Linked DNA regions of Triticum aestivum: region 1 is linked to region 2. Evidence: chromatin contacts called from public Hi-C data. All regions are on one chromosome and are shown on one strand. Each heading gives the region's core, a stretch centred on a gene start, on an enhancer-like site or on the middle of the called end of the contact. The rest is flanking DNA. Distances are from core to core; before and after follow the strand shown.

Region 1 (6,002 bases), core at 1,799-4,298, 200 kb after region 2:
AGAACTTGAGGGAATATTTGTTCTACCTTTAGCTCCTCATTGGGTTCGACACTCTTATTTGTCGAAGAAGGCTACAAACGATCCCCTATACTTGTGGGTTATCAACCCCCAAGTAGGTCGGCTATGGCGGCCTCCTCTTCGGGTCATGTTCATCCAGCGGCAATGGCCTACTACTACCACGAGGTCGTGTTCATCCAACCCCAATGGGAACAGTTCATCCAATCCCAACCATGTACGTCTCGATCCATTCAGCCAACCCCCATGTTCACTGTTCATCAAGAGGCAGCAAGTTCGATCGGCTTCAGTTAGCAGAAGTAGTGAAGGACTCCCTCGGTCGGGTTCAGTTAACAGCCAGGGATCTATCGATCGCTCGGGTTCAGTAACGTAGCTAGTGCAATCGCTCGGTTGAGTAAGCGAACACCTCGCTTGGGTTTAGTTAGAGCCCAATGCCTCGCACAGGTGCACGTACGTGTACGAGAGAAACGCGCAATCTCTTCGTGTATCGCTCGGCCCCGACCACCCACCGTAACCGGGAACTCCCCGAATTTTTCCTCGCCCTCGCTTCTACCACGATTTTTTTCCGTCATGGATGGCCCAAAGAATGTCATGCAGGTGCATCTCCGGCCCGCCCAGGACGAAAAGCCCATTTTTCTGTCATGATTTTTTGTCATAGAAGTAGGAGCCCACCACATCTATGATTATACTGGGTTTTGTCACCATTATCGTCATAGAAGTGTCCTAAGAATGATAGAATTCGTTCGGCCCAAAATGTCACGGATGTGTCTTTCTTTGTAGTGAGAGCTAGCGGTCGGGGCACCGTACAATGGATGTGGCGTCACAGCTGGCTGCCAGACAGTCGGCGGCCCGTAGTTGGCGTTGTTGTTGGGCGTCGTGGACTGGTGGCAGGCCATGCCAGCGAATGGCGAAGGGCCACTGGGGCGCGGCCCGAGTATGCCGGCGCCCGGAGCATGTGGTTGCCACGGCATGGGTCAGGCATGCACCATGCCGGTCAATGGTGTCGGGGCCAGAGAAGTGACGGGGTGGCACACCTCCCTCTTCGAAGTTGGAGGACTGCCCTCCCCCCCCCCCGCCGCCGTTGTTGGACGAGCCGCCCCTGCCGGATTCGGAGCTCTTGCCCTTGCCCTTGTAGCCGCCGCCGCCGTCCCAGCCACCACGGAAGTTGCCACCACCACCACTCCCGCCACCATGGGTGTTGTTCGGCATGCGGGCAGCATGGAGAGCGGTGTCAGTGGCCTAACGGCTTTCCTCCAGCGGTAGAAATCCATGACAGCGGAGTAAGGTGGGGGCGGGAGTCTTCATGGTGAGGATAGGTATGGCGTATAGAAAGCGGGGATGTAGCCCTCGGATAATATTCAGTACCTGATCACAATTAGTGACAGGGGCGTCGAGATCGGCCATCGGCGCAATCCTTGAGCTTGGCGAAGAAGGAGATGATGGACATGAAGCCCTGCTCGAGACGGTGAAATTTGGTGGCGAGGATGACCACCTGGTGCTCGCTGTTCTCGAGGAAGAGGGTGTAGATCGCGGCCCAAACCTCGGCCACAGTCGCACCACGCTGATGGATGAGCCCGAAGTTGTCGGCGCTGACGCGGTTGTAGAGGCAGGACACGATTTGGGTCTCATCCTGCATCCAGCCCGGATCGGCACGATGCGGCGCGCCGGTGATGTGGTCGGTTACATCGCTCTTCTGAAACATCACCTCAAAGAGTGTACGCCAATGGGAGAACTTAGGAGGGTTGAGCGAGAGCACGATCGGGACGTGTTGATTGATGAACACGCTCGAGAGAGGAGAGGGGTTAGGCGGTGCTGGTGTAGTGGATGAGGAGGCGGTGTGGTCTGGGACGAACAAGGCGCCACCGCAGTTGAAGAGGGATGGGGTGAGGAGGGTGGGCGGCGTGCTGCTGGTGTGGTAGGGGCGCCGCCGACGCCATGGCCGAAGATGGGTGGTGGAGGAGGCGGGGGAGAAGGTGCGACCATGGCTAGGTGCGGTTAGGGATGGGGAAGAGAGAGCAGCGGAAGAGGTCTAGCGTCACGGGAGGAGACCGGCGTCTGATACCATGTGAACTGGTGGGATCGGGGAAGCAGTGCACCTTGGGTGCTGCTGTATTCTCTTGGGTATATATGGTGTTACAGTACAACAGAGAGAGCGCATAGAGTAGGGGAGCGACATGAAGTAGATCGTGGTGATCGTGCAGGTCATGGGAGAGCTATACAGAGGACTAGGGTCAGTTAACAGCAAACACTTATTTTGGGACACAGAGTACATGATAGTGTTTTGTTTTTCATGATTTATATTTGAAATGTAATCATAAGACTGCCTGATTGTCCAATAATATGCATATTCATAACTAACAATGATATGATCAAGCTCCATGCAACCTGGTATCTTGGAAATTTTTGTAATGTATAAAATGGATACACCATGTGCCACCGTACGAGACATTTAGGGCTAGTTTGGTTTGAGTCCTGGACACGAACGAAACATCTTCCAGGCTGCTCTCAGGCAGGCTCCAGGACAAGCAAACTTTTGTGTGGACTTCAACTAAACTAGCCCTTAGACCTATGGTGTGTAATTCTGCACATGAAAACATACCACCCACACATGCACCGGAGAGGAGCCCCTTGAAATCTGCGAGTACGAGAAAAACAAGTTACTTGGATGAAGATGTTTTTGATGAGACAAAATTCATTGCGGTGAGCATTCATTGCAACAAAAGCAATACGTAGGCATTTGGGTGATATCACCATATCCCTGTGTTTTTTCTTCTAAATCTGTTTCAGCCCTAGTTGTTGAAGGTGTAGAGGTCCAAGAAGAGGAAATATCCGATGCTCAATAGAGAAAACTAACGGCCGCGCAAGAGCCAGAACCCATGAGTCATGGAGTGGTTTGGCCGTTTCGTGACTATGAAATTCGTTGCGTATTTTGGGAGTCCGTGGGGCCCCGAGTGATTTCACAGGGTGCCCCACAGCTAACACCGAAGAAAAGCAAACCTACTCCGTACATAATTAGTGTGACTACGAAGCTAATTGGGTATACAACGGTAAACTACTGGGCGTTGTTTATCAGAGGTTTGACCAGCCATGGAGGGAGCGAAGAAAGAGCGCACGATGGTGATAAAATATCAAGCCATCTCGATTTCCGCTGTCCCCCAGAAATAATTCTAAAAACAAGGGATAGAATTGGCATCTTCCTGCCACTCTCTTCCCACCAGGCCAGCAGTGAGACCAAACCATGGCAGCACCAGTGGCCATGTGTCGCGCTCGATGGCCCTCACCACCATGTCCGCCGAGATGGCGTCGCAGGGCCCAGTGGCAGTGAGCAACAACGCCGTGGTTCTGAGGCGGTAGGACTCTGCCTCCATCGCCGGCGTGCTGACCACCGAGCTGATGGACGTCATCGGCCTACGATGCGCCGCCCCCGGAATGTACTACTCCTCCATTGGACCTTGGGGCGGCACCGGAGCACTCGGCGGGGGTGCGGCAGGGCCTTCCTTTGGTGCCTGCAGATAGCGGTGGACGGCGGGGGTGCGCGACCTGGCGTGGGGGGTGCGCAGCATGGCAGAAGTGAGATCGGGGGCGTGCCCAGCAGTGTCTTTTCTACGAACAGGGCACTCACGCTCGAGATGGCCCGTTCGCTTGCAGGTGTAGCAGATTCGAGGGTCGCGGCACTCGAAGAATTTATGCCGGGGGGCGAGGCATCGGTAGCAGCAGTTCCCAAATCTCCTCTTGAAGGCCTCTGCAGCTGCGGATGCCGGGCGTTCATGGTGAGATCCCGCCGAATCCTTTGGCCGCTGCCGCGGGCAATCTATCTGGCGCCTCGCCAGGCTCCTCTCACGCCTCGAGAGCACCCGCGTCCACTCGCGGCTCGCTGTGGCGGGGTCAGGCGGTACGGGCGGCGTGCAAATCTGATGCCCAGACGCAGGAGATCCCTCGCGTGCCTGACGAGCAGCGGTGCCCGGAGCGGGGCTGGCGTCCACCACCGCAGGATCCACAATAATGGAGTTCAGGCGCGGCCTGGCCGAATTGGCCACATCAGCCCAAGAGCGGCGGAGGAGCTCTGGCAGCTCGGACTGAGTGGTGTGCACCTGCCCGGGAAAGGAAAGGGAGGGGGGCGCACTTACTCGAGATGCAGCCTCCTCCGCCATGGCGGACAGAGCCACACACGGAAGGATTCTCCCGGAGACCAGGTCCACCCAGCCCTCGGGCGGACCGACGACTGCCTCCCGGAGAGCGATACAGGGCAGCACGCGCCCTGATGCACCATCAATGAGCTGCGGCAGCCCCAGGCCGGCGAGCGTAGGGGAGGCCGCCGCGGTAGCTGCGGTAGGTGGTGGAGCGAGTAACATCTCGCGAGCTTATCCAATGCGAGATTCTGAACCCTCTCTGCTGCAGAGATCATCCCTGGCGCGACATCGACGTGGCTCCTTGCTTTCCGGAGGATTTCATCCTCACCCTGAAGGAGCGTCGACAGTGCGACATGGTCTTCGAAGGGCGCTACGTGGAGGTGGCCGGCATCAAGTTCCAGCTCCGGCCCTGGTTCCCCCTCCGGGCGGCAGCCGGGTCTGGCGCTACTACTGCAGGGTGGCCATTGAGGGCCTGCCGCTGACGCATGGGACTGGGACAACGTGCAAGAGGTGATCGGCAAATGCTGCAAGCTCGACCTCATCGAGCGGCAATACCTGACCAAGGCCAATTGCTCCGCCCTCTTCGCGTGGCTCTGGACATGGGATGCGGACCTCATCCCGCGCGCCTCCGAGTTCAATGTCATCAACCGCGACGACGTGGTGCACTCAAGGGATTCACTGCCGGAGGGTGTGCCGGCGGAGCAGGGCAAAGAAGGGCCGCATTTTCCTGTCCTAATCCACCTGGACGTGGTCAAGGACTACACTCCCATCTCGCCTGCGGCAAGCCCGATGCGTGATGGGGATCAGGAATGGCCGCGTGTCTACCGCCACAAAGACTGGCACATGGGCACGAAGGATGGTGAGCGCAGAGCTCGTCCGGAGGCACCAACGCGTGCTCCCCCCTGTGCGTCGCCGCCCGGACGACGATAGAGACGACCGCGATAACGGCCAGGGAATGAGGCGCGGGAAGCGGAGCGGAGTGTAGTCTCGGTTCTGGCAGGGAGTCCGCGACCGTGCGCACTGCCGGGACACGTCTGCACGGGAGCCGGAGCCTCGACGGTACCGGAGGCGGGACGAGGGGACATCTGCGGCCCCCACGGACCGCGGGCAGAGCTCAAGTCCGGTGCTGGACGCGAGCCCAGCCGTCTCGGCGCCGGCGGCCATGGATGCACGAGACTCGAGGCGGGTTTTCATCACTCCGGCGCTCCATGTGGTCCAGGCAGCACCCGCTGCTGGGTCAAGGGGACAAGAGATGCAGGAAGACTCTGATCACGAAAGAAGCGATGCCCAGAGCGCGCTGGCTGTGGCTGTCGGGACTGCCGGCGGGCTGCAGCCCTCTGATCTGCCATCTGCGGAGCTTTGGGGGGACCGACACAACCCTCTAGGGGTGGCCTATCACATATATATATAATGAGGTGGTATACAACGTTACAATATACACATGTAAATACAGTCTAACACCCTTCTTCAATCTTAGCCACTTTCTAATGAATCTAGAAGGGTAAGATTGCGCCTGCAAGTCTTAAACTGTGGCAAAGGCAATGGCTTGGTGAAGATGTCAGCAAGTTGATCCTTGGAAGAAATAAACTTGAACTGTACTTGCTTCTGATAGACACGTTCACGCACAAAGTGATAGTCAACTTCAATGTGTTTCGTTCGGGCATGGAATACCGGATTTGCAGAAAGGTATGTAGCACCGATGTTATCACACCAAAGAACAGGAGGCTGTGATTGGGGTATACTTAACTCCTGAAGCAAGGACTGTACCCAGATGATCTCTGATGTGGCATTGGCCACAGCCTTATACTCAGCCTCAGTACTGCTACGCGAGACAGTAGCCTGTTTCCGAGCACTCCA
Region 2 (6,200 bases), core at 1,451-3,950:
GCCTGGCCTGAGATCCAAACAAAGATTACTTTACTTCCGGTGAAATCCTGCGTTTGAATCTGTCCTCAAGTGCACTCAAGTTGCCATGCCCCTTGCTTGCTTGCTTGCATCCTCCTGCCTCCTTTTCCCTCCCAGCCTCACACCTTTTGAGGTGAGATCACTGCATCTACGTCTCACCTTGTGGCAGGCACAAGACGCCACAAAGCATGTGGCTTTTGACTCGCAGCAGGTGGCAAGATAAGAACGTGTGCTGCATGCTTTTTCGGCCTGTATTTTACTGGTGGTAAATAGTGCAACTTGTTCACCGTTGCAGCTGTTGGCAGAGCATCTGCGTCAACAACTTGGTTGATTGATTGACCGCCCCAATAAATCCAGTGGATTCAACACAAAAGATTCAGTACTAGTAGTAGTACCACATCTAGTACATCTCAAAGAAAAGGACACACTTGGGGTGAAGGCCACAAGAAAAACCATGGTATTTCATCTTTGGCCCTTCAGATCCCCATGAGCCAGCTTGAGATTATTAGCCACTCAGGGAGGCTATTTTGCATTAGTCATTGGCTAGTCAGCATCCTTATCACCTACGTGTTGGTTGAGCACATGGAAACCATGTGTTGTGATGGGGCTCCAACCACCAAGAAATTGAGAGGTGACGAAAAATTCCAAAAAATAAAAGATGTCACAAGGGATGGTGATAATCATGGCATGAGATATTACACATATTGCTTCAATGAAACGATATATTACATATACAGAGAAAACGATATCAGGAATACATCATTCATGCCTCTCACACAACTCACTCATTGACTTGACTTAAACCTAGCTGCTCTCTCTTCTCTTCTGGTAGCCACTCTTTTGTACACATCTCCATGGCCTTGCTGGCCCTGGATTTCTTGGTTGCATGGACAAAAACAATTCCATCATAAACCAAAAATAAGCATGATGACAGATGAACTAGGACAGGTACCTAACTAATTCCCAACCCCTCCCTCCAACCTAATTGAATGACTAATCCAGAAGGAAGGCAAAGGGACTCATGAAAAAATTGATTCATACAAAGAGGGCTAAACTTCGTGTTTCTCGTGCCCTCTGTCCCAGATCCCCCCTTCTAGATTTCTTCTACCCCGTCCCCCCAAACTAGAGCTCCCAAATTTACATGAAGGGCACCTGCATCTGAACCTGAAATTTATTTACATACAAAAAGATTTGTGGTAAAATTACCTAGACTCATTATACTTATGGGATTTGATTGATGGATTATATAGTTTTTAGGGGTTAAATTTTGGACTTAAGCTCCTCTCACTCATCTCCTCACTCTCATCTCTCTCCCTCCCAAAGCTTTTGCACTACTGAGGGGAGAAGATTTCCTGGTTATTCGATGTTGTATGTGCATCTAGACCATGGCGGCGATGCCATGGCCACGGCCGCTACGGCCACCGTCGAGGCAGTCAAAACCCTCGACGCGGACGGCTGGCTGGAACACGCGAGCGCACCCAGCCGAGGAACGGGGCGACATCGGCGGTCCCGCCGGGCGTGGGGTGGGACGGACCACCACCGGCGCTGGCGTGACCGGCGACATCACCGGCCACCATGGCAGGGGACTGGACGGGCAGTCCATGCCGAACCGGCTGTCGTGGACCACCGGGTTCGAGGCCCGCCGCGGAGGCGAGCCACAGAACAGCGGCGGCTGAGGGGACGCCGCGGAAAGATTGCTCTCGTCGCCCTGCAAGAACCGGAGCAGAAACATCAGCGACCCGTTGGAGAAGCCACGCGAGGAAATCATGGATCTTGGGCCGAGGCGGAGAAAGAACTCACCTTTGATAGGAGGAGGTCGAGCAGATCCATGCCGGCGCCCGCGTCAGAGTGGCCGCTCTGGTGGCACCGGAGGGGCGCGACCGGGCGGCGCGGCTTGGGGCAGAAGAGCGGGCTCTTCGCGTCGGTGGCGGCAGCGGCAGCGGCGGCGACCGGGACGGGGCTCTTCATGGCGGCGAAGTGGCTCATGGTTTCTTTTTTGGGTTTTTTCGGTTAGTTGATTAGATCCGGAAAATTTACAGACCCTGCAAGAACAAGAACAGCCAAAGAAATTGCTCAGTTTCACCTCTAAAATCGTTCAATCTTCACACGAACGAGACACCAAAAAACATTTGCTAACTAATCTGATTTTTCCCCACCCACACAGAAAGAAATCAAAAGAAACTGGAACCTTCCAGAAGATTTGTCACAGAAGAACAAATCCTCTCGGTTTTATTCTCTCTTTTTGCAAGAACATGTGGTGGGTTCCCAAGATCTGTAACAAAACCTATCAAGAAAACAGAAAGAACGAGCCTCACCTCTACCCCAGACCACACAACACAGATCCCCAACAGAAGATGAGAAACTAGAGGGAGAGAGATAAATAGAGAGATGGGGGAGAGGAGGTTGATGTTTACCTGAAGCTTCGCCTCTGGATTTCTCTCCTTGGATACAGGGGGAGAGAAAGGAGGAGAGCCAAAACTATTGTTACTCCTACCAAGAAATAAAAATAAAACAAAAGAAGAAACTCTCAGGATTATGAGAGGAGCGGGATGGGCGTGCCGATGGGAGGAAGGAAAGGGTAGGAGGGGATGGGAGGCCTTAAATAGCCAGGAAACGGGGAACCACACGGGGACAGCTTACCCGTAGCAAGTGGCAAATATTGTTATTTTCTCTCTTTTCTCTTTCTTTCATAATATAAAGAAGGGAATCCTTGATAGTAAAAAAATGGGGAGATATTTAATAATTGCATATGGGAAGCAGGTTGAGCAAAAGCTGGTGGGGGGCAAGAGGAAATTATTTCGGCCTGCACGGCAAAACTGCTGCCATAATTGAAGCAATAAACAAGATGGGACCTTTTTCTTCCTCGATTGGTCATGGAGGCCACCTTTTCTTTCGGTTTCTTTTTATTTGTGTAGGGAGGCTGGTTTTCGTGCTTCTTTGAATGATTTGGTCTGTACGCCACTCCACCACCCCTTGTTTCCTTGTGTACTTGCTCTTGAATCCTAAGCTGTCTGCCAATAATTTTGATATAATTTGTATCTCTGCAAAGAGGTCTCATGTGCAGGAGTCTGATCTTTGTAGCGTAGTTTTTCCTTATTTTTAGAGACATTATCTTTGTAACATAGTACTTCCTTCTCTCTGGTTTATTGGGCTCATCTCATTTTTTTGGTTTTACCATACTATAAGTCTTATTTTCACTTCATTCCACCACATGTTCACAATCCAAGTTGCATTAAATTGATGCATGCAAAGATTAAAAGAAACCAACCAGTGCATGTAACTATTCCTACTCATTTGGTGGTCATCCATGTATATATTGTAATTAATCCATATTAAAGTTTGAGTAATTTTATAAATTATGAGATACTCCACTCATCATCTGCATTGATTGACGAGATTTTAAATTCAAGCCCTATAAACCGAAAAGGAGGGAGTACCACCATTTTGGATCTAAAATGATGAGACCTGGACAAACCTGGCCATATGGGTCGTGCTTATAAATCCAGCCCGCGGCATGTATTTTTTGGCACGGCACGAAGTGGCACGCGGATACATGGGTTGGGCCGGCCTTCAGCACGCCATGGGCCAGTGTTGATTCCTAAGGTCAAGCTTTAAGGGTGGCCTGACACGACCCTTTTAACTATGGCGCCATTTTAGGGGTTTTCTAGAGCTGTTTTGGACGTTTTAGGGTATTTCTACAATTGTTTTAGGGATGTTTAAGCCTTTTAGGTCTTTTTTGGTAGTTTAGGCCTTTTATGTCCTTTTTGGCCTTTTTAATGTGGGTCGGTGTGCGGGGCCGATCCTCCATCCAAACTCTTCGAGTTGGCACGACGCATCCTTTTTATAGAAAGGCCGACATGGGTTGTGCTGTGCCTTGCCTTATCCGAGGCTTGACGGGTCGTGTCGACCTAGATGGTCAGGTTAGACCTGAGTTACTTCTCTACTCTCTCATATATTTGTTTTGTTTTTCTATGTACTGCTCAACAAGGTTGCTCTGAAAACCCATGTTTATCTTAGAGCAACTTCAACGTTGATCATTAAATTACCCACAAATATCTGGACCGGGCCATCCACACACTTTTGACCATTCAATGGCGGTTACCAAATTTGTCCCGACTAAAATCCCGCAAATTTGCGCCAATTACAAGGAGTTTGGAGAGTTCAGATGGATGTCACGTCATACTCTGCCAATGCGGCTTCCCGCACCATGTCCACTCCGGTCTAACGGGTTCACTGCAACACACGAGCATCCCGCCTGCCCCCATTCACTCTGGTAGATCCGCCTCCCGTCTACCCGCATTATTGGCCGTGCCATGACCTAGAAGCCTACTACGGCTTAAAAGCCCACGAGGCTCCTCCTTGCAAACAGTACGTGCATAATCATCATCCTACCCCGCACATCCAGTGGCTGCCGCACAACACCAAACCTTCGCTTGCCACAACAAGCAAGAAGTCTGACGCCGAGAAGTGATCGTCAGTGAGCGAAACCGGATTCAGGGACAGCTCCCTAAACCGGGAGCCACCGTGGGTGTTGGTTCCCCTGCGGGTCGATTGGGTGTCACAGTCGGAGGAGGGGTTGTAGATGTTTTAGGAGGAGCAAGCGGAGGAGGAGGCCTCCCTCGTCGCCAAGGAAGAAAAGAAAGATCGACGACAACCTATGATTCCACTTTTCTCACCTCCGTTGCCTCACAGCTTCCATCAAAATACAAAACAACTTCGTTGCTGAGGCCCCTGGAGCTCATGCTAGATTTGGCCGTCGAGAGGCAGTTTGTGGCCCCACGCGTGGACCACTGCGTGCTCGTTGGCCCCAAACATCATGGCCGAGCACCTACCCGACATTTCATGACAGGATTATTTTCCATGGTCATGTACTATAGCGCACCGACGAGTCTGCGGTACTCCAAAGGATCAGAGACGGGTGCATCGTCGGAAGTAGAGAGCTTGGCGCGGATGTCCACCGATGTGACCACGGGCTTGCAGGCATGCATGTTGGCACGCTCGAGCAGCTCCTCTACGTACTTGCGCTGCGACAGGTAGAAGCCACGCTCGCTGCGGGTGACAGTGATACTCAGGAAGTAGTGCAGGGGCCCGAGATCTTTCATCCAGAACTTCGCAAAGAGTTGTCGCTGCAGGTGTTGAAGAAGTGCAGTCGACGAGGCGACAAGGATGATGTCGTCAACATACAAAAGTAGATACGTCGTGCCACCGTTGTTGTGGGGAACGAACAACAAGGGATCTGCGTGGGTGTTGGAGAAGCTGATCCGGCGAGCATACGTAGCGAAGTGGGCAAACCAAGCGTGAGGCGCCTGCTTGAGGTCGTACAATGATTTATCAAGAAGACAAACGTGGTCGGGGTGGGCGGCATTGACAAATCTGGCTGGCTGTTGACAGAGGACCTGCTCGGAGAGGCGGCCATGGAGGAACGCATTGTTCACATCCATCTGGTGAACAGGACAGTTGCGGGAAGCAGCAACCATGATCACCATGTGAATGGTGGCAGCCTTGACCACAGGGGAGAGGCTGGGACAAGCCGCGAATGACCCATCGGGCTTTGAACCACTCCAGAGTGATGTCGACCTTGAACTTGTGCCGGAACAACCACTTGTCGCTGACGATGTTGGCACCGACTGGTCGGGGAACGAGCCGCCACGTCTGGTTCTCCATCAAGGCCCTGTACTCCACCTAAATTCTAGACAACCAACATGGATCGCACAAAGCAGCATGCACACTCTTTGGGAAGGGGGAGATGGAGGTGCTAGTGGTGGTAGAGGTTGTTGTGGTATTTAGGGTTTGGGAGGAATTTACCAGCCTGCACGCGGGTTTGCATGGTATGGCTGGGAGGTGGCGGGGGAGCGCGACGACGGGCAGTGGGTGTGCGAGGGGAGTGGGTGGTGTTGGGAGCTGGCTCGGGATCCGTGGCATGGTAGCAGAATTAGGAGGGTGCGGATCGGCTGCCATGGCAGCAGTTTCCGGGGTCGGGTAGGAGGTTTAGGTGTTGGCGGATCCGGCGCCATGCCAGCGAAGTTAGGTGAGCATGGATCGACTGTCGTGGCAGCATTCGCGCGAGACGTGGAGAATGGTGTTGGTGTTATGGCAGCGTTTGGTGCTATAACAACAAGCCGCTCGTGTGGGCGTTGATACGTCCATTTTGCATCATGTTTACCTACTATTATTTATAATGT

What was found. Hi-C and Micro-C count contacts between places; a contact is called where the count stands out from the background.
Region 1: a Hi-C map of leaf shows a contact between it and region 2, with 2.0 times the contacts expected there. The contact joins the enhancer-like site here to the promoter of LOC123102309 in region 2. A contact is called at or near these places in 3 of 5 Hi-C or Micro-C datasets (leaf and root).

What each region holds. Positions count from the first base shown.
Region 1 is chr5A:58,935,308-58,941,309 of IWGSC CS RefSeq v2.1, forward strand. No RefSeq gene overlaps it. Among protein-coding and RNA genes, the nearest start is that of LOC123102309, 200 kb to the left of the region's middle. Within about 2 kb of position 3,049, at least 3 of the 8 cell types and tissues checked have an H3K27ac peak or open chromatin away from gene starts, as enhancers often do. A contact at or near this core is called in leaf, where this site is marked.
Region 2 is chr5A:58,739,583-58,745,782 of IWGSC CS RefSeq v2.1, forward strand. LOC123102309 reads right to left here and starts at 2,701. Exons shown (of 3, transcript XM_044523614.1): 1 at 2,433-2,701; 2 at 1,819-2,060; 3 at 707-1,726. The coding sequence starts at 2,004. The coding sequence ends at 1,397.